Linked DNA regions of Mus musculus: all the other regions are linked to region 1. The links are chromatin contacts, called in public HiCAR-type, HiChIP or PLAC-seq and promoter capture Hi-C maps. All regions are on one chromosome and are shown on one strand. The core of a region is the stretch at or near the end of the contact, and the rest is flanking DNA. Distances in the headings are between cores, read along the strand shown.

Region 1 (3,318 bases), core at 430-2,929:
CAGGCTTGAACATAGTTTATTGGCTGTTTTAATGTTCTTGTTTGAACAGTTTCTATTATCTTCAGTTTTCAAATTAAAATGCAAATACATTGTTCACCTCTTTTCGTTTCCATCCTCGCTCTAACCCTTCCTGTGCCACACCTTTGCTCTCTCAAATCGATGGTCTCTGTTTCTTTAATCTCATTACACACACACACACACACACACACACACACACACACACCAGCTTGTGTGTGTCTGTTTATGAATATCATGGTTGGGTAAGACTGGTTTCCCTTCTTTGAAAGCTTGTATGGAGCCTTCTGGTACCATGAAAGCTAGTTCTCAGGGAGGAGGCTTTCTGGTTAGAACCTCTGGGTCCTCTGTCTAAAGTGCATGGTGTCTTAGCAACAACGACTTATCCTCAACCTCTGCAATGCAACTAAGAGCAACAGCAAAGCTTGTTTGGGGAGTTTCTTGGACATCTCTGACAAACTGCTCAAACAGCATCTCCTTGCCCAGTGCTGGGATTTTTGTTAGATGACTGTGAGAAAATGTCTCTTTTGCAGACTGTCTGGACAGTTTTTTCAGTTGGGTCAACATTCTTTGCTTCCAGCCAGCAAGAGAAATAAATCAGGGTTTTTTTTGTTTGTTTGTTTTTTTAATGTACTCTTAAATCTTTCTTTTTAAAAAATACTCCACAAGAGGTTCCATTCAAACATCTGAGATTATTAAGGAATATATTTGTTTTGTGTTCATTCTTTTTTTCTTTCTGCTAAAATAACCACGATATTCTCCTTATTAAATTTTTATTTATTTGTTCTCGATTTCATGTATATGCTTTGATCATATCTTTGCATCTTGCCACCATGACACCTGGTTTCTCCTCTTCTAGAAATCCAATCAATCTCCCCAGCAACAGGCAAGAACTGCTGTCTTAGTAACTATTCTATTTCTGGGAAGAGACAACATGACTAAGACAACTCTTATAAAAGGAATCGTCAATCGGGGACCTGCTTACAGTTTTAGTTAATGATGGGGGGGTGGGGTGGCGGGCAGGCATGGCAATGAAGCAGTAGCTGAGAGCTTTACATCTTAATTGCCAGGCAACAAGGGTCCGGGGTGGGGGTTGGGGGCAGAGGAGGCAGGGAGGAGAGAGCTGCGCCTAGTGTGGGCTTTTTAAACCCCAAAGTCCACTCCCAGTGACACACCTCCTCCAAGGTCAAATCTCCATATCCTTCCAAAACTGTTCCAGTCCTCGGTGACTAAGCATTCAAACAGATGAGCCTAGGCGCGCGGGGGGGGGGGGGGGGGGGGCGTTCGCATGTAAACCACCACAAATACTGCTGTAATTAAGGAGCATTTCCGCCTTCCCAATCCAAGTTTTGAATTTAGATCTTAGGATCCTTTTCTAGAACTGCTTCGGGGAGAGTGAAAGCCAATCTCTTCTGAGCAGACTCTATCTTGTGTGTTCATTGCGGCGACTAAATGTCATGATAAACGACCAACACAGAACTGGAGAATGAGAAAGCGATCTCAAGTTCCTGCCTCCCCTCCTAAGCCGCTAAAAATCCTTACTACGCCGCGCAGGCGCCCCCGGCCGCTGAGCGAGAGGACCCGGGAGGCTCCGCCCCTCTAAGGTGTCCGGCGCGCCTGACCGCCTCGGCCTCCGCGACGTCAGGCCTCTCCTTGGCCAGCCCGGGTCCTCGGCTTTGTGAGGACCCCGCCCCGCCCCCGCGCTGAGGCAGCCCCCCCGCCGGGCGGACCACTTCACCCTCTCTACGTCGGTCTCTCAAAGATGCCGCTCTACGAGGGCCTTGGGAGCGGCGGCGAGAAGACAGCAGTCGTGATCGACCTAGGAGAAGCTTTCACCAAGTGAGTGGCCATGGGCGGCTGTGGGCCCGAGGGACGTGCCGGTGGTCCCGGACTGGCAACCGTCTTTAGGCCCGCTGGGCACCCGGGACCTTCCCCCGGCGATCCCGCGAATGCTAGCTCACATCGTTGCCTTAAGGCAAAGCTCAGTCCACACTCAGTGATGAATGTGTTGTCAGGGAGGACTCTCTTGGGCAATGCGAACCTGTAGGATCTGGTGGCCTGAGTGGGATCTGGACTCCTAGAGAAGCCCAGGAAGCTCGGGGAACGGTGTCCCCCACCCCACCCCCGTCTAAGGTGATCAGGGGCCATCACTTTAACTTTTGACAGCGATGACCCAGATTGTGCTTGCCTCTGGCTGGGTCAGATTGGAAGGAAACCATCGAATTGTAACGCTTGCTGACTCTTTCCACCATAAAACATTTATGGGATGGAGCCCCATTGGTTCTGGAAATAGATTGTTCTCCAGGAGTGTAGGAAATCAGCTATGGAGCCCTGGCACATGAAGACAGGAAGCCGCATAGAAATGAGACGGGAAATTGTTGGTTACCTTATAATACTCTTAGACCCACATTTTGCACTTTAAAAAAGCAGTTTGTAAGCACGGGAGTAGTGGTCCTCGAAGTGGCAGTCAAAGGTAGAGATAGCAAAACACAAATTCACAAGCCTTGGAACATCTGGACAGTATGAGAGGATGCTGGACGGTTTTAAGTTCTTTGGACCATCCATTTAAGAGTCCTTGTATTGGACTCAAGAACAACACAGAATTACATGACATATATGTATATATAAAGTGATGTTGTGTATGAAATACATATTAGGCTCCAGAAAGCTGAGAGTTCCATCATATATACATATTATGTGTTTGAGGTGAAGTTATATATGAAACAGATGTGTGGATTATTTTTGCATATTTTAAACACTTCCTAACCTGTAATAGATGTTAAGCAACTATTAAATAAATGGTCATAAGAACAGACTTAAAAATTGGTCCTTAGAAGCTACAGAATTGGATTAAACATAGTTCTTGATTATCCTCTCCTTCTCTGACTCTCCCATATTCATCTTACTTTTTTAAAAAACATTAATATAATAAGTAGAGATTACTACCTGAAAATAATTATTGTGGCTATACATTGAAAATATAAATTATTATATAGGGATGTGATTGAAGACAGAAGGACATAAAAGTTTTCAAAGGCAGAACTTAAGCTACATCATTACAAAGTCCTTGAGGACTTTGAGGAGCACTGAATATAAGTAACATTGAAGTGAAAATGGAGAGAGATGTCTAGGCACAGGGGAACAGTGCCCAGGCGGGGGAAGAAAAAAAAAAAAGGTGTGATTTCCAATATGGTCATTTTAGCAACCTTTTTTCCAGCACAAAAGAAATGTGGCACTGACTACTAATTTTTCTCTTTTTCTTTTTCTTTTCTTTTCTCTTTTTGTTTTTTTTTTCTTTTTGAA
Region 2 (3,318 bases), core at 403-2,902, 1.0 Mb before region 1:
CGCTTTGCTTCTTGAGTTTTACTACCCTGTGTGGAGGGCAGAATGAAGCTGGGATGCTACTGTAGAGGAGCGAGGGCTGGCTCTCAGCATTTTCCCTCAGCTCCACAAGCGGCAGCAGCTGTGAGAGGAGCTCATGCCGGCCACGTGGGGACACTGAGCCAGCCCGAAGCCCATCACTCACCTCCGAAAAGTTTGCATTTGTCCAAAAACAACAACAACAACAACAAAAACCTCTCCTCATGCTTCCTGTTGTTAACTGTAAGCAATTTAAAAAGAAGAAGAAGAAGAAGAAGAAGAAGAAAGTTCATTCAATTTCCAACTTTTAAAACCAAATGCCTAATTTTGTAACCCAGGTTGTTGTACCTTTAAATTTCCTTGGGCTACATATGTTATGTATTATGGCCCTTTAAGCCAAGGTAAGTCCTGCATGTGAGAAGTCTCTTCACATGTGCTTCCTTTGTACATTTGTTTTATCCAACACATGAGTTTTAGGGCTGGGGTCTACCTTTGGAGCAAGTGCTCAGAACATCATGTGCACACATGACGCACACATGGAGAAGAAAGAGAAACAGGCTTAAAGTGGGAGTTTCTTTGTACTGTGTTTGTAATTTTTAGATATGTAATTACTATAGCCCTGCTTTATATAACGAATGTGTTTTTATTATTTAATCTTAATACTGTAGCATGCTGTTACAGCTGGGGATGAATAGAAGAAATCCAACAAGTAAACGAATCTCCTCTCTCTCTCTCTCCTCTCCCTTCCCATCCCCTCTCTTGGATTCTCCTCCCAGCTTTTCACTGAGTATGGCAGGTTGGCAATGGAAGAAACATTCCTGAAGCCTTTTCAGGTGGGTAAAAGTTGAAGGATGGAAAATTCTTCCTGGATTTTTATGGAATCCATAGCTATGATTTTAATCAGGGTCATGGTTGTTTCCCTTGATTTACTTCATTTAAGAAGCAATCGTAGGCTGTGGTGACACTTGTCTTTGATCCCAGCACTAGGAAGACAGGATGTCTGTGGGTTCAAGGCAGGAAGATTGCTATGAATATGAAACAGATGGATGTCTCTGAGTTCAGGGCCAGCCTGATGTACACTGGACATTATCAAGGCCAGCCAGAGTTACATGGTGAGGAAGAGACCCTGTCTCAGAAGAAGAAAAGGAAGAGTTTTAAATTCCTATTCCATGCTATTTGGTATGAAGATGAGATAGATGTTGGGAAGTAAAAATGTGTCTTAGATATCTGACTCATGTGAGATATCAGCTTTTCCTTGAATTTAGTTGACTGACACCAGAGCAGATATTGGGGAAGAGGCTTTTCAAGTTCCTTTCTTAACATTAACCTCCCTGTCTGAGTGTACGAGCAACCAGCCAGGCTGCTGCTGGTGGAGCCACTGTGTTAGGGGTCTAAGAGTCACTTGTGTTCATCCCTTCAGCTATCAGACCTTTGCAATACCAGATCCCAAAGAATTAAAAAACTCCCGCGCTGGAGGAAGGAAAAGATTGCAGGCCTGCCAGCCAGAGGAGGAACTATCTAACAGGCACCACTGTGCTTTTCCAGTACTGCTTAACTGTGCACAGTTCTTACCTTGTAGTTAAACCTAAACCTCTCAGTACTCCACAATAGGCTTGGGGCGGGGTCACTGGACCCTTTTGTTTGTTCCCCTTTCCGGTGTAGCCACGCTGAATAAGTCCCCTTTCTCATTGTTTTGTCTCTTACTGACATATTGAGAGAATGGAAGCTGGCCAGACTTGCCCTAAAAACTCCAGTAACACTGGGATCAGTGGCTAACATCAAGGTAACATCTGAGCTTGGCTTAAGCTCTGTCAGTTACTGCTGCAGTCCTTCAAGTCCTGCCCTTTACAAGGACAAGAGTTAGAATTGAGTTGGATACCCTTCAGACAGTGCCTGGAGGAAGAAGCAGTTTCCATACCATCTAAAAGCTAACTCCTTCAGCTTAAGCTTCTCAAAGGAAGCCATAGCTAGGCTCCAGATAGGTATAACATCCAAGGTGGGTCCAAGAGGAATGTGAGCCACAGGGTAACCAGTGACTGACAAGGGCCCACAAAGTGAGAAGCTCTTGAGGCAAACACTACTCTGATACAAGCTCTCCATTCTCTGTGGCCAAGTGACAAACGAAGACGACTGTCACAGTTGTGAGGGTGGGGATCTGGGATGGCTTCAGAGTGTACATGTGACTTGGAGGTCTCCTATCAGACTGCATTCAAGACGTCCAGGAGCTGTCTCCTGGAAGAGCTTAGTGGAGGATTCTTTAGGACAGGTCTCAATTTGTCCCTGAAGTCCAGGCAAGGGTAGAGGAGGTGTGGAGAGAGAACAAAACCAAGCCTGCTTTAAAAATCTTCAGTGTGGGTTAGAATATTTTCTGTGCTCTTGTGTTTCTTTTTGGTCCATCTGTCAGGTGGCTTTGAAGTGTTGCATGGCAGCTGGAATATTTCTTTGACTTTTCTACTCTCAGGACTGATGCTTAGATTGTAAATTCCAGAAACAGACCTCAAGTCACTGTTCCTAACACAGGACCAGATAAACCAATAGGAACACACACACACACACACACACACACACACACACACACACACACACACACACGGCTCGGGGGAGGGAACAGACAGACAGACAGACAGGTATTATGTCTTTGGTTAAGAAAAATGCCAGTGTCCTAAAAACAAATCTTTTGCGAATCCTGCTTATTGGTGAAGCATGTAGAGGTTATGAAGTTTCAGTAAGAAGAAAGTTTGGGGGCTGGTGAAACGGCTCAGTCATCTAAGTGCTTGTTCTGAGTTGTGTTTCCTACAGCCAGCCCTGGGCGCCTGGAGACAGGCCACTTCTGGCAGCGTGAGAACCACACCATGTCAACTGTTTACTTGGACAGTTCTGGGCCAGTACAAGATCCTGTCTCAAAAACCAAATGAACAGCTCCTGAGAAATGACACCTAAAGCTGTTTGCTGGTTTCTACATGCATGTTAACACACTTGCAACTCACCACCACACAGAAACACATGTACCTGCACATGCACTAACATACACCAAACACATACATTTAAACAAGCAAGCAATCAAGCAAACAAAACAAAGCAAAAAACTCCTGAGACTGGAGAAATGACTCAGTTCTTCCATGAAGAACTGCTGCTGCTCTTCCAGAGGACCTGTTCCCAGCACCCACAGATGTGGCTCCAGTTCCAGAGGCTCCAGCGGCCTCTGTTGACCTCCCTGGGTATTGCATGCACATGATACTAAGGCATAAATGCAGGCAAAACCATTTATATACATAAAATTTTTAAAAACGCCACAGTTTTAGC
Region 3 (3,318 bases), core at 446-2,945, 950 kb before region 1:
TGTGCAAACAGCTTTCATGTTCTTAGAAAGCAACTACCTTTAAAATATGAAACCTGGATATAGAACACATTTTCTGAATTCATTAAATCAATGTCACTAAGGGTGTCAGAAGCTAACACTACAGTAACTTAATATTGGAATAATTAACTGTCGATGACACAAATTCTGTATGGAGTCACTCACTAAAAGACTCAACAAGTGGCATGACTTCAAATGATGCTTAATAAACTTTATTTGCAGCAAAAAGCAAGCTATCACCTAAAAAAAACAGAAAAACAAGCTCTTAAAAATGGTTTCAGTTACTGACACATCCACCCCACCAACTGTGTTGTCTAGCACTCCAACTACTAACAGAACCTGTAAGGCTGGACACATGGTCACAATGGAAAAATATGCTCTCCACCCCTTTCTGCGGGATCTTGGGCAAATACTAGGAACCCCTGTGAGCAGCTTTCCCAATTACAATATGAGGTAATGCTTAATTTAAGTCACACGGTTACTTCCAGTTTCCAAGAAGGAAACTTACACAAGGGGTCCAGCTCCTAGAATGAGAACCAAAGGATTAGCTCTCTGACTACCCAAGAATTTTAAAAAAGGAGAATCAAGGCGTTCAAGTTAAAAACTCAAATATTTTAAACGGAGAAGAAAAGCTACGTACGGGAGGGGACGGAACATATGTCGGAAAGAGGAATAAAGTTAGGAACTTGCCTGGTATGGCTGAAATTATTCTGAATACTTTGCTTTTTTTAATTTTAGGAGCAAAGCCTAATCCAAATACGTTAATGGCTTGTCTACTCTGGGAAATGAAAAGACTCTGGGTAGTGGCTACAAGTATCAGGTTCTTTGCCTCACAAGTCTGTGTCCCGCTGAAGGACTAAGGAATCCAGTCTCTCTCTCGTGTGTGTGTGTGTGTGTGTGTGTGTGTGTGTGTGTGTGTGTGTGTGTGTGTGTGTGTGTGTGTGTGTGTGTTACTTAGGGCGCTGGTAGTGGCTACAAGTATCAAGTCTCTCGTGTGTGTGTGTGTGTGTGTGTGTGTGTGTGTGTGTGTGTGTGTGTGTTACTTAGGACGCTGGTAGTGGCTACAAGTATCAAGTATCAGGTTCTTTGCCTCACAAGTTTGTGTCCCGCTGCAGGACTAAGGAAGGAATCCACTCTCGCGTGTGTGTGTGCGTGTGCGAGTGCGTGAGCCGACGAGTGGCGCTGCGATGGTCGCAAACGCGGGGCCCGGACGTACCCAGCAGAGAGGTGCCCGGGTCGAAGCACTTTTTCCCCAACACCACGGACAGCCATGCATTTCCCAGAGTCGGTCTTCCAGCACCACCCGAGGCTGCGCCGGGTCCCCACCCGCCACCGCCCACGACACTCACTCCGCAGCAGGGGCGACGTCTCCTTCTTCACGTACTTGCCCTGCACCTCGGCCGGCTTAGACACCTCGTTTTTGGTTTTCTTGCGGGACAGCATCCTCGCGGACGACTCCCGCCGCCGCCCCAGCAGCCTCGCTAGGGCCGCGAGCCTGCCGCCCGCCGCCGCCTCCCGGGCCGCCGCCGCCGCCTTCGCCTCGGGTCTCCGCCGCCCGCGCCCGCCCGCAGGCTCCGCCGCATGTTGGCCGCGCTAAGCGCGCCCGCCGCCGCTCAGTCGCAGGGCAGCTCCTCCCGGGAAGTCAGCCGGCTCAACGACGCCGCCCGAGGCCGCCTTGGGACAGGGCCGCGGCCGCCCACCAGGGCCATGGTCCGCCGCCCGGAGCCGCTACCGCTGCGGCCACCGCCTACGTCCGGTAAACTTTCCCCGCGCCGCTGGGAATGCTGGGAAAGCCGACGCGCACGGGCCGCCCCTCCCCCGCCGGGCGCGGACGCGGCTGCGTGCGGCGACTCGCGACGGGCGGGCGGCTAACGGGCCGGGTGTGGCGACCATCGCGGCCCTCAGTGCGGCTGCGCGGGCCGGCTCCCGCCGCTGGGGAGCTGGAGTCCGGGCGGTCCGGAGCCCGCTGGGCGGCGAGCGGCTCTCGCCTTGGACTTGCCTACCGCCCTGCTTCCCGCAACCGCAGCCGCGTGTCCTGGTTGCTGAGGGAAGGCAGCCCTCGGGTGTGCTGGGACCGCGAGGGCTACACCTAGTAACACAGATGACTCTTCTGGTGACAGCGTGACTACTGTAAAAACTGAGTCTCCGTTTCTTCTGTCCTCTTATTATCTCCCCCAACCCTTGGTAGCCCACCCCCTTTTGTGCCCCCCATCCCCATCCGCGCTTTCGGATTAAAAAAGAAGATGGAGTTTCTACAGCTCCTAAGATAAATTTGACGTTAGTGTATTTATTTCATCATTTTAATATGTATTCTTAATAACCACATGCCTTCTCTTGCAGTTAAGTCTTAGAATTTTGAAGCCTTTGAGCACCAGAGTTCAGAACTGGGAGTTTTCTATCTAATATATCAGATTCTACTTTGTTCTCTTTAACTCGCTCAGGTACACAGAATAACTTGGAGAATAAGATTGGGACTCACTCCTCTTGATCAAAGTAAGGCTTTCATAATGAAGAGAATGTGCTTAAAACACAGAAGCAAAACACCAACCTCAGAACAAGACACCAAACTGCTCTTTTTTTTAGCCATGCACAAAGACATTTAATCAGTTGTCTGTCTCCTGTGTTTTTATGAAATGTTTCCTTGTTAAAGGTCCCTATAATCCTATAACAAATATTTTATTGAGCACCCAGCATCCAAGGTGCTGTTTTAGGTGTCTGGGATATAACAACAAAGGTCCTGCGGTTATGGGGAAGAGAGATCACAAAAAATAAAACTAGTAAGCCATAGTATGTAACAGAGTGAGCGCTGAAGGAAGCATAAACAAGAGAGATCCCACAGCTTGGAAAGGGGGTCGGATAATGAAGCCAGTGAGAAGGCAATGCTGGAATTAGCTTGCTATGGTGCTATCTGGAGTGAGGCCTCAGAAGAGCAAATGCAAGTCACTGCAAGTGGTCGTGTTTCTGGCTCATTGTAGGAATAGGAAGAGGGTCACGTAGCTGGAACTGGAACAGAGAAGAGTAGAGGGAAATGAAGTTCCTTGGTAACTGGCCACCCACCTAGGCCTTTGGAGTAGAGGAGAGACGTATTTAATGCGATCACTTTGGATGCTGTGTGAGAGTAGACTGAATGGGGGAGTGGGGTTTCAAAATAAGGGAGGTGATAAAAAAATATTGCTAGCATGCATATGGATAAAGGCAGCAGGACAAGCGCTAAGTGATTGTAGGCATTTTAGAGTTGCAGCAGGGTTTGCTGACAGATTGATTATGGCATAAGAGTAAAAAAAAAAAAAGCTAGAGAAA
Region 4 (3,318 bases), core at 379-2,878, 930 kb before region 1:
AGCAGTAGTGATGGATCCTAAAGCTCTTGTCCTCCAGACAGAAGTGAGTGGTCAGATGCTGCACTGGAGAGGAGCCACACGTGCTCCTGTCGGCAGTGTGGTCAGGCGAGGTGAGGTTGAGTGGCCTGTCACTCTGTACTGGTTGTTGCCACTCTTTTGGAGAAATACTGGGAACTCCTGACAGTTTGGATATTCTGTTCTATTGTTCCTAAAGGACTATTCAACGGTAGCGACTACATCAACACTGACTAAATACTGTTCTGCTACAAGTAGCAGCTGACACTGTGGGATTTTAACAGCAGATCTTGGACCATGAATTTCGACTTCCCTATTTGCTGTCAGGGTAGCCTTGAGTTTCAGTTTTTGCAAGCTTCAGTTTTTTTTTTTTCCATATGTAAATTGGGGATAAATAGTTCCTGTCTCATAAAAGCAGAGTGTGAAATTGGCATAAAACCTTTGACAATGAATGAGACAGGGCTTCTAAGATAGGCGTAGGTCAGCCAACATCCCCCCTGCACATTCCGGGGCTTGGCATATTAACAGCGCGCTTTGGTTTACTTTTGGGGTCTTTTATCATCTGTGTCGTCATTTATGAGCAGCTCAGTTAGAGTCTGAACCTCTCAGATGAAGATGGTCAAGTGGCTCCACTTCCGAGGCATCCTGGATGCCAAGCAGGGCCTCCTAAGGTTAAGTCAAGACTGTGTGAATTACCTGCTGCTACAAGCTGAAGCACCACAAGCTGGCGGGTCTGAATTCCACCACTTCCTTGATGGGAAGGGGATGAATCTCTGCTCCAATTCACATCAAAGCACCTGGGGGAATCTTCTTTTTACCTAATTTATGTGTATGAGTGTGTACCTCCATGGCTTTATGTGTTCCACATGTGTGCATGCAAGTGCTCTTGGGAGCCACAGGAGGGCACTGGATCCCCTGGTGCAGTGCTGAGCTGTCTGATAGAGGTGCTGGGCTCTGAATCGTCATCCTCTCTTCAAGATAGTAAACATTCTTAGCCACTGAACCATTCCAAGTCCCCTGGTGCAATCTTCTTAAAATGATGGTTCTGGCTTAGCATGTAGCTGGGACCAGGACCCTGCATGTGTAGACTTGTTTCCTGCAACATCTTCATACTTTCATTAAAAGTCTAACAATAAACACACCAAAACTGCTCATCAAAACTCCAAGGCAGAAACCCAGAGGCATGTTTGCAAAATTATTTATTTACATTTTAAACTCTTTCTGGGATACAGTGACTAAAGTGAAATTACAAAACCAATATAAACATATTTACATTAATCTTGAACAGAAAACAATTCCGGGGTGGGTTCTAGATTAACTCCAGCTAATTTTGGTTTTACTTCTGGGTTTTAATTGTTTTGTTTTTCATCAATATTCCTTTAAGTCATGTTATGGTAATGTTCTCACAATGAGAATAAACTTACCTTGCATCATCCAAAAAAACAAAATGAAAAGGCACAACTTTAATTTGCTATTAAATAGCTGTCCAGCTGCCTGAAACTCCATCTTCACAGTGCTAAGATGTTCAAGTAGGGGCAGCCACGCTCTCCTGACTGCCTTTCCAGCGAGTGCTTTGCTCCTCAGGCTTCGACCCAGCTTTTGGCTTGGCTAATGACTCACTGGAATGCTATAGCATTGCAGGCAACCCATTCAGAACAGGACTCGACTAACACTGGACTCAGACTTTTGTGACAGGGAATGCCTTTAAGAGATGCTGACAATAGCAGTGCTCTCTTTTTCTTTACTCAGCGAAGTAAAAGGGGGGAATCACACATTTATTTTCCACATGTTAAAAAAAGTTTGCCAAGAAGCCTTAGTTATTTCTTTTTTTTTTTTAAAGTTTCTCAATACCTGCCCTGAATATTGATTTATTACTGAAACTCTAGACCTGTAAGATGTCTTTCATAATCTGTTTATATAAAACATGCTGATAGTCAAATATACAAATAGCACATTGCAGTTTCAAGGAGGGATTCACATTTAAAACGGCTTAGCTGAAATTAGAGCTTTTGAAAACAAATGAAAATACTGTTCTTCATCCTAAAGCACACAGACTTCTCTCCCCTCACAAACTCACTTTAAGAGAAAAGGCCTTTGGATAAAATAAATCCTTTCTCCCCTTAGGGGAAACAACAGAGTAAGGCTTTTAAAAATGAGAAGACAGCAGACAGGGCAATGGAGCGCTTCCCAGCAATGTCTTAGAGTCTAAACCCAGTGCTTGAAAAAGAAAAAGGAAAAGAAAAAGAAAAAGTAGCTATGGCCATAAAACACATAACTTGTGATTTTGGAGAGCGCCACTGGGAAGAAAGTCTGAGAGTTAAATCAACACATGATTGTATGATTTTACATTTGATGTTTTTAAAGCTTTAAGCTATATTCTACATGGCAGTTAAACTCCCTTGCTAAAAGATTTCTAAAATATAAACTGCTGCATGAATGTATAAGTTTAAGATATCTATAGACATTTCTCATATTGATCTTCCCTCCTCCCTATTTAGTAAGTGGGGTAAAGCAAGAAATTAACATTTTACTAAAGTAGCATTTTGATTTTGGGTGAAACAATTCTAAATGAACTCTAAAACTTTTCAAAAAATCATATTTACAGTCATTGTACAACTCTTTATGTACACATGAATACAAATTTATAAGAAACACCAACCTATACTTTTTATAATATAAAATAAAATTAAGAAGCACACACAGAAGGCCCCATGGCAGGCAGCTGTTGGAGAAATGTGCTTGCTGTTTAGTTCCAGTGAAATTAACCTTCAGAACCTGAAGCTTCCACAGGACTACTTCATACGACACAGTTTACCTCTGACCTGAGTCTAGGCCTCGACACAGTTTTCTGCTAAAGCTAATACAAGTACTGAGTAGAAAGATTTAGAGGAGGCATAGTGCCAGTGGTCAAATATTTAGATGTATGACTCTAGGGAAAGATTGATTCTTTCCCCAGTGGGAAATCAGGATCTTCTGATAGGCATAGTAGTGCAAACCCAGTGTGAACTGCTGGAGCACAGACAGTGTAATGAACTTGGTAGAGGGAGCTCTGTGCTGGTGGGTCTCGATAGTTGGGTCCCAAAGAGTCATGGTGGAATGGAAATGGCTCAAGATTTCCTCACAGTCATGTCACTTCTCAGCCTGACTTGTCTTGTGTCCCTTCCCAAACACAGCGGTTTACTTTTCTCTTGTACCCCTTGTAAAGTGACGCTCTAATTTCTCCCCTTTACCCTTGATAGCCAATGTTTTCCACAGTACGAAATTCGTAAGTTCAGATATATGAGGTATCAAAAGGTCAGAAGC
Region 5 (3,318 bases), core at 223-2,722, 890 kb before region 1:
CACGAGGTCTAGAAGGCACATACGTTACCTCAGGAGTTCAACCTTCCTCTGCATCTCCCCGCACGTGATCTGCAGGTCCTGCATCATTGCCTTCAGCTCCTCCTCCTTCTGCCCTTGAGAAGGGGCGTCTTTTTGCCTAACTAGTGCAGTGACTCGCTCCCTCAGATTTCTAGTCAGCTCCTGTAGCTTTTGCTTCTCTAGTTCTAACTCTGCGATGGTGGCCTCCTGCTGAAGATGCTTGTCTTGTAGGCCTAGGAGAGCAGCACTTCCCTCCGGGATGACTCGGTTCTGCGCGCTAGGCTTTTCCGGATGTGTCTTAATTGCTCTGTGGAACCAGGCGATTTCGTGTGCTTTTATTCTAGCTAGGAGCTTCGTGCTTCCCTGCTCACAGCACTGGGTTTCTTGTGTACACTCTTCTATGATGTGGTGCATGCTCACGACCTTGGGCGTACACTCTTTCGGAGTCTGACGGAGTTCAAGCATCTTTTCATCCGAGGCGACCTCCAGGTTTTCTGAAGGGGCTTCCCAGAGGGCGTAGCTGTCACCCTGCAGGGCGGCCCTTCCCAGCACCTTCTCCATCTTCCCTTGAAGTCTCAACACCAGAGCACGGAGTTCCTCATTTTCCACTTTGACCTCATCGTAACTCTTCTCCAGGCTGAGGAACGTCTCCATCACCTCCTCCATTTTCTTCATCTCATCCTGCAACCTGTAGACCTCCGCCGTAAGCTCTTTGTTGCTGTCCAGCGACTCCTCGTAGCGCGTCTCTACAAGTCTCAGCTCCTCCTGAAGGCAGGAGTTTTCTCGGGCGGCATCCTCGTATAATACCTTATACCTGGAAGATGCCTCCGGGAGTCTCTCCAGCATCTTCAGTTTCTTTTTCAGCACAGAGATATCGAAAAGCAGGTCCTGTTTCCTCTCGGAAGCCCGATCGCAGTCTGCTCGCAAGACCGTCAGTTGCTCCCGAAGCTGGCTGATCTGACTCTTGAGGTCCCAGGACTCGGTCCTGGTGTCTTCACTGTTTTCAAGCTCAGAAAAGCAGTCCAGGGAAGCTTCCGACGCCTCGGTTTTGCACTCCTGCCTCTGAACGGAGCTTGTCCCGGTACTTGCCAGGTCCCGGGCCTCGTGGTCTCCTAGATCGCTCAGGAAGTGCTTGGTGGCTGGACCTTGTTTCATTATGGGTTCTACTTGTTCCCTGGAACTTCCAGAAATCTCAGACGTCCCCTCCTCCAAACAAGACGAGATCACCGACCCCGGCTCTAACTTCTTCAGCCTCTGCTGCAATCGGGAAATTTCAGTAGCCATCTTTGCATTTTCCTTCACTGCATGCTCGTGAGCTCTCTGCAGGCTGATGAGGACATCTCCGTTTTCTTCCAATAGCTGCTCGCCTTGCTGAAGCAGGGACATGGCTCCATCTCCTTCTGCCTCCTCCCCTGCCGTTGCCTGGCAGCCACCCTGAAGCATCAAGAGAGATGCTGCCTGCTGCATGTCCTTGACTGTATTCTGAAGCCTGCAGATTTCTGTGCTCATCTCCGCCTTCTCTTGATCTGCTCTCTCAAGGCTTGCTCTGTGGGCGCTCTCCAGGGCGGCAAGCTTGCCCGTCATTTCTCGCCTCTCTTGCTCATGCTCAACCCGGAGCCTTTCGAGCTGCTGGCTGGCCAGCTGCTCAGAGACCCCCGTCTGGCATAGCGCCTGCCCTTGGTCCCTCAGTTCTCTCTCCTGACTTCTCTTCAGCTCAAGTATCTGGCCAGACAGGAGGCCATGCTGGCTCTCAGATGCGTTCTGTAGGTCTTTCAGGTCTTGCAGCAGCTGCTTTCTTTCCGTGCTCAGGATATTCAAACGGTCCTTGTATGTCCTCTCCAGTATCTCCTGTTCCTGCTTCATGGCCGCAGCGGTCGCCCTCTCCCTCTGGAGCGCCTCCTTCAGCTGCTCCTGGGCATCTGTGCACTCTTGTGTAAGCTCATCCTTCTCAAACTCCCACTGAGACCTTTCCTCCAGGTGCTGGTCCAAGAGGTCCCTCAGCTCCTGGCGGTGGCGAACCTCGAGGCTTTGCAGAGTTTGTTCACAGTGCTCAGTGACTTTCTCACAGTCAGCCTGGCACTGGGCTTCTATCTGAGAGACTCTTCTATTACACTCTGTTTCCATTTCTTCCCTAAATGTGGTCAACAGACAGCATTACTGAGACTGCTGCCAACTCCGGAAGCAAACCCAACATTTTCCCATACAAAAAGGAGGCTGCCGGGCAGACAATGGGACCACTTCCTACAATGCTCTGGTTCCTAGGCCATTCGTGTGTTCGGGGAGAGGCTCTTTCTTCTGGGGACCAGGAATCCAGGAAACTTATCTTTCTCTGAAGCAGGGGGAGCTTACGAAACCAAATCCTTTAATAGGCTTCCTGAATGTACTTATGTGGTTTAATGATGCCTTATACTGGCATTTCACATTGAATGACCAAAGACATAGTGACCTCACTCCTCAGCTGGGAAATATTTTGAAAGAGGCACCATAGGATTTCAGCTGCATAAAACAGGCACATTAATAACTCTCTTCTGTTTTTGCTTAATTAACAAAAGAGCTCTGCATTAAACAGGGTGGGAAACTCGAAATCTCTCAGTTATACCTGGGATTTCACACAAGGACAGTAAACACAATATGCCATTTCGTAAAGGGGAATAAATATGAGTATTCCAAATCCAGTGTACGAATGGGTTTCCTCAGAGAGCATCAGACAGCATTGCAGTAGAAAGGATCTGGTCCTCATCTGAGCACAGGAAGACAGTAAGTGTCACGCAGGGACAGTTCCTCTGACTGCCTGTCTTCCCTCCCTCTCCCACATACATACACACCAGAACAGTTCCAATGACCAAAGGAGACTTCCTGGTGAACAAGACAAAACTAGTTTGATTAACTTTGAAAGAACCTACTCAAATCCATGGGCTGCTCTGCTCTGCTCCCCCAACCCCGATCCCGTTTTCCAGTCCTCCCTGGCTGACAGGAACTCCGGAGAAAGAGTGTCCAGTAGTTCACGGTCCCCTCATTTTCTTACCTTCCCTCCTGGAGTTCCCTTCGGTGATGTTCCGAGAGCTCTTCCCTCAGCTCTTCTTTCTCTAGAGCATGCTTCTCCTCCAGGCTCAGCAGCTGCTCCTGGTAAGATTGCTCCAAGCCTCTCACCTTCTCCTCAGTCCAGGCAGCCTGGGCGAGTCCCTCTCTCTCCTGGCGAAAGCTCTCCGCTGCCTGCTGCAGCCTGGCCTGGAGCTCCCTCTCATGCTCCTGCCGCAGCTCCTCCTGGAGCTGAGCCTTTTCCTCATCGAACGCCATTTG
Region 6 (3,318 bases), core at 558-3,057, 890 kb after region 1:
CAGTTATAAGATTGGGGGAACATTTAGAACCATGTGAGGTTGGGTTTCTTTCTGAATATTTTCCCACAGCCAATTGAACAATACATTAAGCCTACCCATTAGTTGGAGCATCACCGCTTGTACCCTTGTTCTGATGGCCAAAGGAACAATTGTGTTGTCTAGGTTCCACTTCAGATATTTGAAATAGAATAGATCAGAAGAGCAACAAAGTTATATCCTGCTTCTGTGGAGACAAACGGTTCTGCTCTGTACAGAATAGGCTTGTCAAAAGACGATCAGAATCCAACAGCAACCTCCTCTTTCACACACACAAAAAAAAAAAAAACCCAAAAATCAAACAAACAAACAAACAAACAAACAAAAAAACCCATCATTTTCCCTCTCCTCTGAGATGCTCCTCTAGTTCCAAGAACGTATTTCACTTGAGCCTTAGTGTTTGAAGCAGAAAAGGGAAGATAAGTAGTGATGTGATATTCCACCAGCAATTAGGTGAAGAGTAGTTGGAAATTTTAATTGTCAGTCTTCATTTCCTGAGAAGCAAAATCTTAATTTTGCTGGTGGAAGAGGGCGTGTGAGCTGATCACAGCAGTGCCATTGAGAGTGGAATGAATACAGCCCCCCCCACCCCCAAACACACACACACACACTTGGACATTTGTTCCCTCTATTTAAGTTTCTCACCTTTGGTGTTATTGAATGAGATCATGAAACCGAAAACTTTTATGTATTAAAACCAAAATCTTCCAGAAGGGTCAGAATTTCACTTCACACCCTTTGCTAACACTTGAATACACATAAAAGTGTCTGAAGATCGGGGGCAATCCTTGAAGGGTACTGTTTGCTTAAAGGTCTTAAAATTTTTATATTTTTGAAAGGAAATGTGCGGGGAACAAGGGTGGAGGGAGTGTTGTGGATTTTAAAATTTTATATATGAGTAATTAACTAAAACTTTGAGATATGCATGTTATCTTCGGAGGAGCTGAGAGCCACCAGAGCGGGAAGTCCCTAAAGGGATGAACAAAAGCATGGCTGTTCGATAGTTTTATCTCCACAGCAGCAGGCTTTCAGACGCAGGATTGTGGTGACTGTCTCTGTCTTCTATTACACAGCATTTTCATTAGTGACAGCCGCCGGTTTTTCTCAGGTTAGCCAACTAAGTTGTCCCCAGCTTTCTTCTTGACCACTCGACTCGGTCTTGGTTTAAAAGGGAAAAAAGGAAAGAGAGGAGGAAGGTGAACTAACCCAAAGTGTGGTTCAAGGAGATTCCTTTTTTTCCGCGGCTGGCGTTGTTTGATCCTTGGGGATGTGAGGAAATACTGATTCAGTATTCAACCCAGAACCCCTGGAGTCCTATGAATTAGTGGTTTTGAGCAGGGAAGGAAGAGAAAGGCTTTTATGGACCCTTCCCAGATGGGGGCAGGAGAGCCCAACCGAACAGAAGTGCCTGGCGGGTGTGCGCGAGTTCAGGACGCCCCTTGGTCCTGCAGCCTACCCGCTGGCAGGATCAGAGGTCAAGTCAAAGGGCACGGCCGCTGGGTGCCTCGCCCTCTTCCCCAAACATTATGCCCCTAGGCTTCTGACTGACCACCACTGGTTCTGCTAAACTGGAGGGCGGGGAGGGGGCGGGTCTGGGGGGCGGGGAGGGGGCTGGCACAGAGGGACAGAGATGCACCTCGGTAAATGTAGTTCCTGAGCGTGAGGATGGAGAGACTGTTTCGGCTCTGTCTGTAGGACTAGGACTACAACATCCAGAATCCTAAAGGCGAGTCAAAGCGTCCATGCGCAGTGGGTGCCACCTTGTGTCCTATCAGAGGAGACGAGGGTGATGTCACCTGCGAGTTGGTAACCTACGAGCGGCTGTGAAGGGAACTGTTTAACCGGATCCCATTGTACCGGGAGCGCAGAGCGGCCTTTCCAGCATGCAGCGGCTGCTCAGGTGAGGGGACTCCTCGGCTCGCCCGCCGCACTCATTCATTAGCGGCACCGCACCGTGGCGCGGGGTGGGCGTGCTGGTTCTTCGCGCTGTCGCGGCGCGCCCTCCTGCTGCTTCCCGGAGCTCCGGGGCCAGTAGGTAAATATTAAACTCGTCCTTCAGGTTGGGTTTGGGTGGGAACAGGACCGAGACAGCTACGAGCTGCCAATCTAGGCTTTGGAAAATGGCTGCAGCACGGCTCGGAGCGAGGCGAGCCTGAAGGAAGGCATCCCCGAGGATGGGGTCCCTCCCTTCTTTCTTTCCGAGGCGCTCGGTGGCCGTGGAGCCGGCCGGGTACATCTCTCTTCTTCCCGGCCACAGGCTCCCCGGGGCCAGGGCTGAGGGAGCTGCGGCAGCGGGCGGCGCTCCTGGGCCGCTGGCTCTGTAAGATCCGTGGGCATGGCCGTGACCGCGATTCCCCTACCATTCCTATCACCTTCGGGTCAAGTCATACTCAAAACGGAGGGGCTGACTAATCCAGGCAGTCTCCGAGTTTACTGTGTGCAGAGAGAAGAAGGAAACCTGGCATTGCGGAGGCCGCGAGCCGGCGGCTAGCTGCGGCGCGGGGAGGCTGCGTCTCCGGGGGACTGGATGGGGTTCCCCGCGTCCTGCTTCGAGGGGCGTATCGCAGTCTTGGCTCTGCCAAATGGAGCCCTGCAAAGGGCACCTGGGCGTGGGCTAAACGCTCTCCTTAGAACCATGGTGGTGATGGGGTGGTGGATAACCTAATGATAAGGTTCGCTGTGGGGGCAGGAGGGCTGGATAATCGGGTTTATCTAACTGGTGCCCAAACCAGCTGTTTGGGATTGGCTTGTCTTCTGACTAGAGAGGAGAGCAGGGCGAGGCGAGGCCGGGCCCGACCCGACCGGACCCGGCCCGGCTGGACAACTCGAAAGTCTTCTGGCTTTTCTTTTCCCTTTTTGCGTCAGCTCCATTCGTTCATTTACTCACATTCATCAAACCCTTCTACGGTCCTTTGCACGTTGCTTACAATCAAGGTTTGGGACGTTCTGTCCCCTCCCCATAAAATGTTTTACTGTGCTCAGAAATAGATTCCTCCTCTCAGTCTCTCTCCTCCACCGTCAATGTTGGGAGAGCATCCAGAGCAAATGCTGCCCGTGACCGTTTTGCCCCCATTGAATTGGTAGTTTCTTGAGATTTGAGCCGGACCTAGTGAATTGAAGCATAGTTTGCCTGCAAGACGAATCCGGTTGCCATGGCGACTTCTGCCTTTGGAATCTTAACAGCTCGCACTGCTGTTTCAATTCGTTGTGGCTCTGCGGGCAGCTGGGAGGGTGTGGTCGGGGGGGTGTGGTCAAATGTTTGCCCTGGGCCCAGCTGCTCCC
Region 7 (3,318 bases), core at 293-2,792, 810 kb before region 1:
GGGAGAACATGCCAGGCTCCACGGGTATTACTGAGAGCTTTATGCTTGGCAGTGCCTTTGGGGTTTCCTCTCCCATGCCCTCCTCACAGTGCTGATTTTCATGAAAACACATTTTCTAATTCCCCGACCTCGACCCAGGCTCCCTGAGATTCCCTTTCCTGGCCACGATCAGGTCAAGCAGCAAATTTCATTTCACTTGCTGCTGTCTCAAAGTGTCTCATTTGCTCATTAGCTGCGCTGAGCTGAGCTGTGGACTGAAGCCAGTGTCCCTAGCTGCCTTGGATGGGCCTCAACTATCTTTTTTTGTCTGCTGTACCTAGCACTGAGATCAAATCCCAGTTCAAGGAGAATCCATAATTAAGAAAGAGTAGCTGGGCGGTGGTGGCACACACCTTTAATCCCAGCACTTGGGAGGCAGAGGCAGGCGGATTTCTGAGTTCAAGGCCAGCCTGGTCTACAAAGTGAGTTCCAGGACAGCCAGGGCTACACAGAGAAACCCTGTCTCGAAAAAACCAAAAACAACAACAACAACAACAAAAAAACCAAATTAAGAAAGAGTAGTAATTTTTGTTTTATTTCCATCAATAATCTATTTCAAATAATTTTTATATCTTCCAGTAGAAGAGTAAGAAAGAGGAAATATTAATTTTATTTTTATTCAACCCAACATTAATGTATTCTTTGGATGATAACAACCCAACAGTGATATTTGAACATACTTTCATAAGTTTAATCTACCCCTTGAGAAGCTCAAATTACATCTGGTTCAGAATAAATTAGTTTCACATAGAAAATGAAAAACTCACGAGCCACTATTGATAGGTTCCTATTTTTAATTATTACAAAAGAACAAGCTTTAAATATTACAAAAAATATAAAGAATAAGCTATATTAAATTGTGTACAATAGCACTCAAATAAGACCTCAAAAATCTAACTTTTTCATGGGTTGCTTTGAAATATTTAATGGAATGCAATGTCTCATTGGAGCTTAACAAGATATTAATATTGAACTTGAGTATTGATTACGCGCGCCTGCTTGCTTTAGTTCTGGATTCAATTCAACATTTTTACACCTAGAGATTTGCAATGGAAAGCCCTCTGGGGTATAATCACTCTCAAGTCCACATGTGACTAAATTTGGTCCCATTTGCTGATTGTTTAAAAGGCCCTTCCTGGCAAATAAATATTAATTCTGGCTGCTTCTGAAATAAGAGGCCTCAGGGCACCTCATCTTCTTCCATTTTTAGGCGCCGCAGCGAGATGCTTTAACACTTGGGTGGAAGTGTTTTTAAAAGAGCTGTGAAGATTTGGAAGAGATTTTATTTTTAATATCCCAGACTGCATCCTCTGCCTTCGGTTGGCTTTGTTGCGGGTGCTCCATCTGTCTTGGAGATGCGGAAACGGAAAGGGCAAAATGGCTTCTGTCGATTTAAAAACGCCTTTAAAAAAATAAATCAATTCACACAGAGGATCGAGTGCTCCGATTCCTTTACTCCTGACTTCCAAAGCAGGGCCCAGGTGCCTGTCAATCTGCCAAACCAGCTGCAGCGAGTCCAGAAGCTTCTGCCGCTGCCTCCCCCCCTCCGTCCCCTCCTCCGAGGCAGAGAAAGGGGGTGGCGCCTAAGTTCCTCCTGCTCTTTAGCCCCGCAGGTGAAACGCACAGATGAGTTCCTTCCTTATAAGTTTCCTCAAAGGATGTGGTAGTCAGTCCATCCCCAGGCTACACTTAGTCTGGGATTTCTGATAGCTTTCTTCACTGTTTGAGACTACGCATTTAAATAGTGTTTTTTTTTTTCCTCTCCCTATCTCTTGTACTGAAGAGTGAAAGAGCCTGAAATCTCACCCCTTGCTGGACATTACATCCCATTTCAAGCTCTCGCTATCTTTTTCTTTTAAGCTGCCAGGTAATACCCAGGAGACGTATTCGTTGATTATATTTATAACTGGACCACTTCATAGGCGGGGTATCTGGGAAAGCTAAGGGCTTCTTCCCACTCTTCCATTGCTTAATGTTTGTTTATGTATTTATTGAGTATTTTGTAGCCTTAGAACATGAGCTGCCAAAGATAAAAGATATTTTATAATGGATGTACCACAGAACGGGTAGAGATGGTTCAGTATTATCTCAAAATAGATCTTAAAATCTAGACCCATAAAGTGACTGTGTGTGTGTGTGTGTGTGTGTGTGTGTGTGTGTGTGTGTGTACATGCGCGTGCCTGTGTGCAGTGGAGCACATATGAAAGTCAGGGGCAAATTTCAGGGGTTGGTTCTCTTTTTCCACAAGAGTTCAGAGGATTGAACTCTGATCAGGCTTGTATGGCAAAACCTTTTACCTACTAAGCCATCTTGTCCACCCTGTTTTGGCTTTTGTGAAATATTATTGTAGCCCAGACTTGCCTAGAGCTTGCAATCCTGCTGCCCCTGTCTCCCACGTACTCGGATTACAAATTGTACATTTGTTATGGTTTTAATACGAGATACCCTCAGCCACATGTTGAATGCTTGGCACTAGCTGGTGATGCTACTTTTGGCGGTGTTGGGAACTTTCGGAGGTGAGGCCTAGCTGGAGGAAAGAGGTCATTATGGCTTCTCCATGTCAGGGATCCATGGCCCCAGCTGCATATATAGCAGGGGATGGCCTTGTCGGCCATCAATGGGAGGAGAGGCCCTTGGTCATGTGAAGGCTCGATGCCCCACTGTAGGGGAATGTCAGGGTAGGGAGGCAGGAGTGAGTGGGTGGGGGATCACCCTCATAGAAACAGGAGGAGGGGGAGTGGGATAGGCAGATTGGGGGGCCGGGAGCAGGAAAGAGGATAACATATGAAATGTAATAAAATATCCAATAAAAAAAGACTTCTCCATTTCGAGTTATGCTTGGTCCTTGGTGCCTTCTTTTTTTCCTGCTTCCTGCCTATGATGTCAGTCTCTCACCGTGCTCTCTAACAAGTTAATAAAATCACTGGTGATGATCCTAAGCCACCATTTTCCCTTGTTTTTCTTTCTTTCTTTTTTATTTTTTATGTTTGATCACAAAAATGTACATGATAAATATAGGAAATCAGTACTGAAGGAGGGTGGTTGCAGCGATTCTCTGAACAAGCCTGAGCTGGTCCAGAAGTCTGTGCGGCTGGGCTTCATACAAGTTTGGAAAAGTTTGAATTCTAATTATTCTGGTGAAGCCTAGAAGACAGTGGGTAGAGAAAGCCTAGAACACTGAGTGGCAGAAGTCTAGAACACTGTGATGGTTTGTATATTCTTGGACCAGGGAGAGGCACCGTTTGGAGAGGTGGCCTTGTTGGAATAGGTGTGACCTGG

What was found. Promoter capture Hi-C pulls out the DNA fragments that hold promoters and counts their contacts. HiCAR-type assays count read pairs that join an accessible place to other places. HiChIP or PLAC-seq counts read pairs in DNA pulled down with a chosen protein or histone mark. Capture Hi-C pulls out chosen DNA fragments and counts their contacts.
Region 2: an H3K27ac HiChIP or PLAC-seq map of embryonic stem cells shows a contact between it and region 1, with 5 times the contacts expected there. The contact joins the enhancer-like site here to the promoter of Actr10 in region 1. A contact is called at or near these places in 7 of 39 promoter capture datasets (the 3T3-L1 cell line, the C10 cell line, the HPC-7 cell line and 3 more) and 5 of 115 datasets of contacts at active chromatin or transcription factors (the NIH/3T3 cell line, astrocytes, bone marrow-derived macrophages and 2 more).
Region 3: a HiCAR-type map of astrocytes shows a contact between it and region 1, with 4 times the contacts expected there. The contact joins the promoter of Sav1 here to the promoter of Actr10 in region 1. A contact is called at or near these places in 7 of 39 promoter capture datasets (the HPC-7 cell line, cranial neural crest, embryonic stem cells and 3 more), 1 of 484 Hi-C or Micro-C datasets (B cells), 6 of 115 datasets of contacts at active chromatin or transcription factors (astrocytes, bone marrow-derived macrophages, embryonic forebrain and 3 more) and 2 of 9 other capture datasets (adipose tissue and macrophages).
Region 4: an H3K4me3 HiChIP or PLAC-seq map of bone marrow-derived macrophages shows a contact between it and region 1, with 4 times the contacts expected there. The contact joins the enhancer-like site here to the promoter of Actr10 in region 1. A contact is called at or near these places in 6 of 39 promoter capture datasets (the 3T3-L1 cell line, the C10 cell line, hippocampal neurons and 2 more), 1 of 484 Hi-C or Micro-C datasets (cortical neurons), 4 of 115 datasets of contacts at active chromatin or transcription factors (bone marrow-derived macrophages, forebrain, large pre-B cells and 1 more) and 2 of 9 other capture datasets (adipose tissue and liver).
Region 5: a promoter capture Hi-C map of hippocampal neurons shows a contact between it and region 1, with 3 times the contacts expected there. The contact joins the enhancer-like site here to the promoter of Actr10 in region 1. A contact is called at or near these places in 3 of 39 promoter capture datasets (the 3T3-L1 cell line, the SN4741 cell line and hippocampal neurons), 3 of 115 datasets of contacts at active chromatin or transcription factors (astrocytes, bone marrow-derived macrophages and pro-B cells) and 1 of 9 other capture datasets (embryonic stem cells).
Region 6: a contact with region 1 is called in a promoter capture Hi-C map of adipose tissue, with 2.4 times the contacts expected there. The contact joins the promoter of Daam1 here to the promoter of Actr10 in region 1.
Region 7: a contact with region 1 is called in a promoter capture Hi-C map of hippocampal neurons, with 2.5 times the contacts expected there. The contact joins the enhancer-like site here to the promoter of Actr10 in region 1. A contact is called at or near these places in 3 of 39 promoter capture datasets (the 3T3-L1 cell line, the C10 cell line and hippocampal neurons), 2 of 484 Hi-C or Micro-C datasets (B cells and cortical neurons), 4 of 115 datasets of contacts at active chromatin or transcription factors (astrocytes, bone marrow-derived macrophages, embryonic stem cells and 1 more) and 2 of 9 other capture datasets (adipose tissue and liver).

What each region holds. Positions count from the first base shown.
Region 1 is chr12:70,936,178-70,939,495 of GRCm38.p6, forward strand. Actr10 (ARP10 actin-related protein 10) reads left to right here and starts at 1,680. Exons shown (of 13, transcript NM_019785.2): 1 at 1,680-1,854. The coding sequence starts at 1,778.
Region 2 is chr12:69,936,284-69,939,601 of GRCm38.p6, forward strand. It overlaps Atl1 (atlastin GTPase 1), which reads left to right. Exons shown (of 15, transcript NM_178628.5): 7 at 792-848. Among named protein-coding and RNA genes, the nearest start is that of Gm52003, 35 kb to the right of the region's middle. Within about 2 kb of position 1,653, at least 8 of the 459 cell types and tissues checked have an H3K27ac peak or open chromatin away from gene starts, as enhancers often do. A contact at or near this core is called in embryonic stem cells, where this site is marked.
Region 3 is chr12:69,985,307-69,988,624 of GRCm38.p6, forward strand. Sav1 (salvador family WW domain containing 1) reads right to left here and starts at 1,696. Exons shown (of 5, transcript NM_022028.2): 1 at 1,368-1,696. The coding sequence starts at 1,461.
Region 4 is chr12:70,010,238-70,013,555 of GRCm38.p6, forward strand. It overlaps Nin (ninein), which reads right to left. Exons shown (of 29, transcript NM_001081453.1): 29 at 1,198-3,318. Among named protein-coding and RNA genes, the nearest start is that of Gm23579, 17 kb to the left of the region's middle. Within about 2 kb of position 1,629, at least 7 of the 459 cell types and tissues checked have an H3K27ac peak or open chromatin away from gene starts, as enhancers often do. A contact at or near this core is called in bone marrow-derived macrophages, where this site is marked.
Region 5 is chr12:70,042,104-70,045,421 of GRCm38.p6, forward strand. It overlaps Nin (ninein), which reads right to left. Exons shown (of 29, transcript NM_001081453.1): 15 at 3,044-3,318; 16 at 29-2,149. Among named protein-coding and RNA genes, the nearest start is that of Gm23579, 49 kb to the left of the region's middle. Within about 2 kb of position 1,473, at least 28 of the 459 cell types and tissues checked have an H3K27ac peak or open chromatin away from gene starts, as enhancers often do. A contact at or near this core is called in hippocampal neurons, where this site is marked.
Region 6 is chr12:71,829,261-71,832,578 of GRCm38.p6, forward strand. Daam1 (dishevelled associated activator of morphogenesis 1) reads left to right here and starts at 1,808. Exons shown (of 26, transcript NM_026102.3): 1 at 1,808-2,071.
Region 7 is chr12:70,129,794-70,133,111 of GRCm38.p6, forward strand. No RefSeq gene overlaps it. Among named protein-coding and RNA genes, the nearest start is that of Abhd12b, 23 kb to the right of the region's middle. Within about 2 kb of position 1,543, at least 27 of the 459 cell types and tissues checked have an H3K27ac peak or open chromatin away from gene starts, as enhancers often do. A contact at or near this core is called in cortical neurons, forebrain and hippocampal neurons, where this site is marked.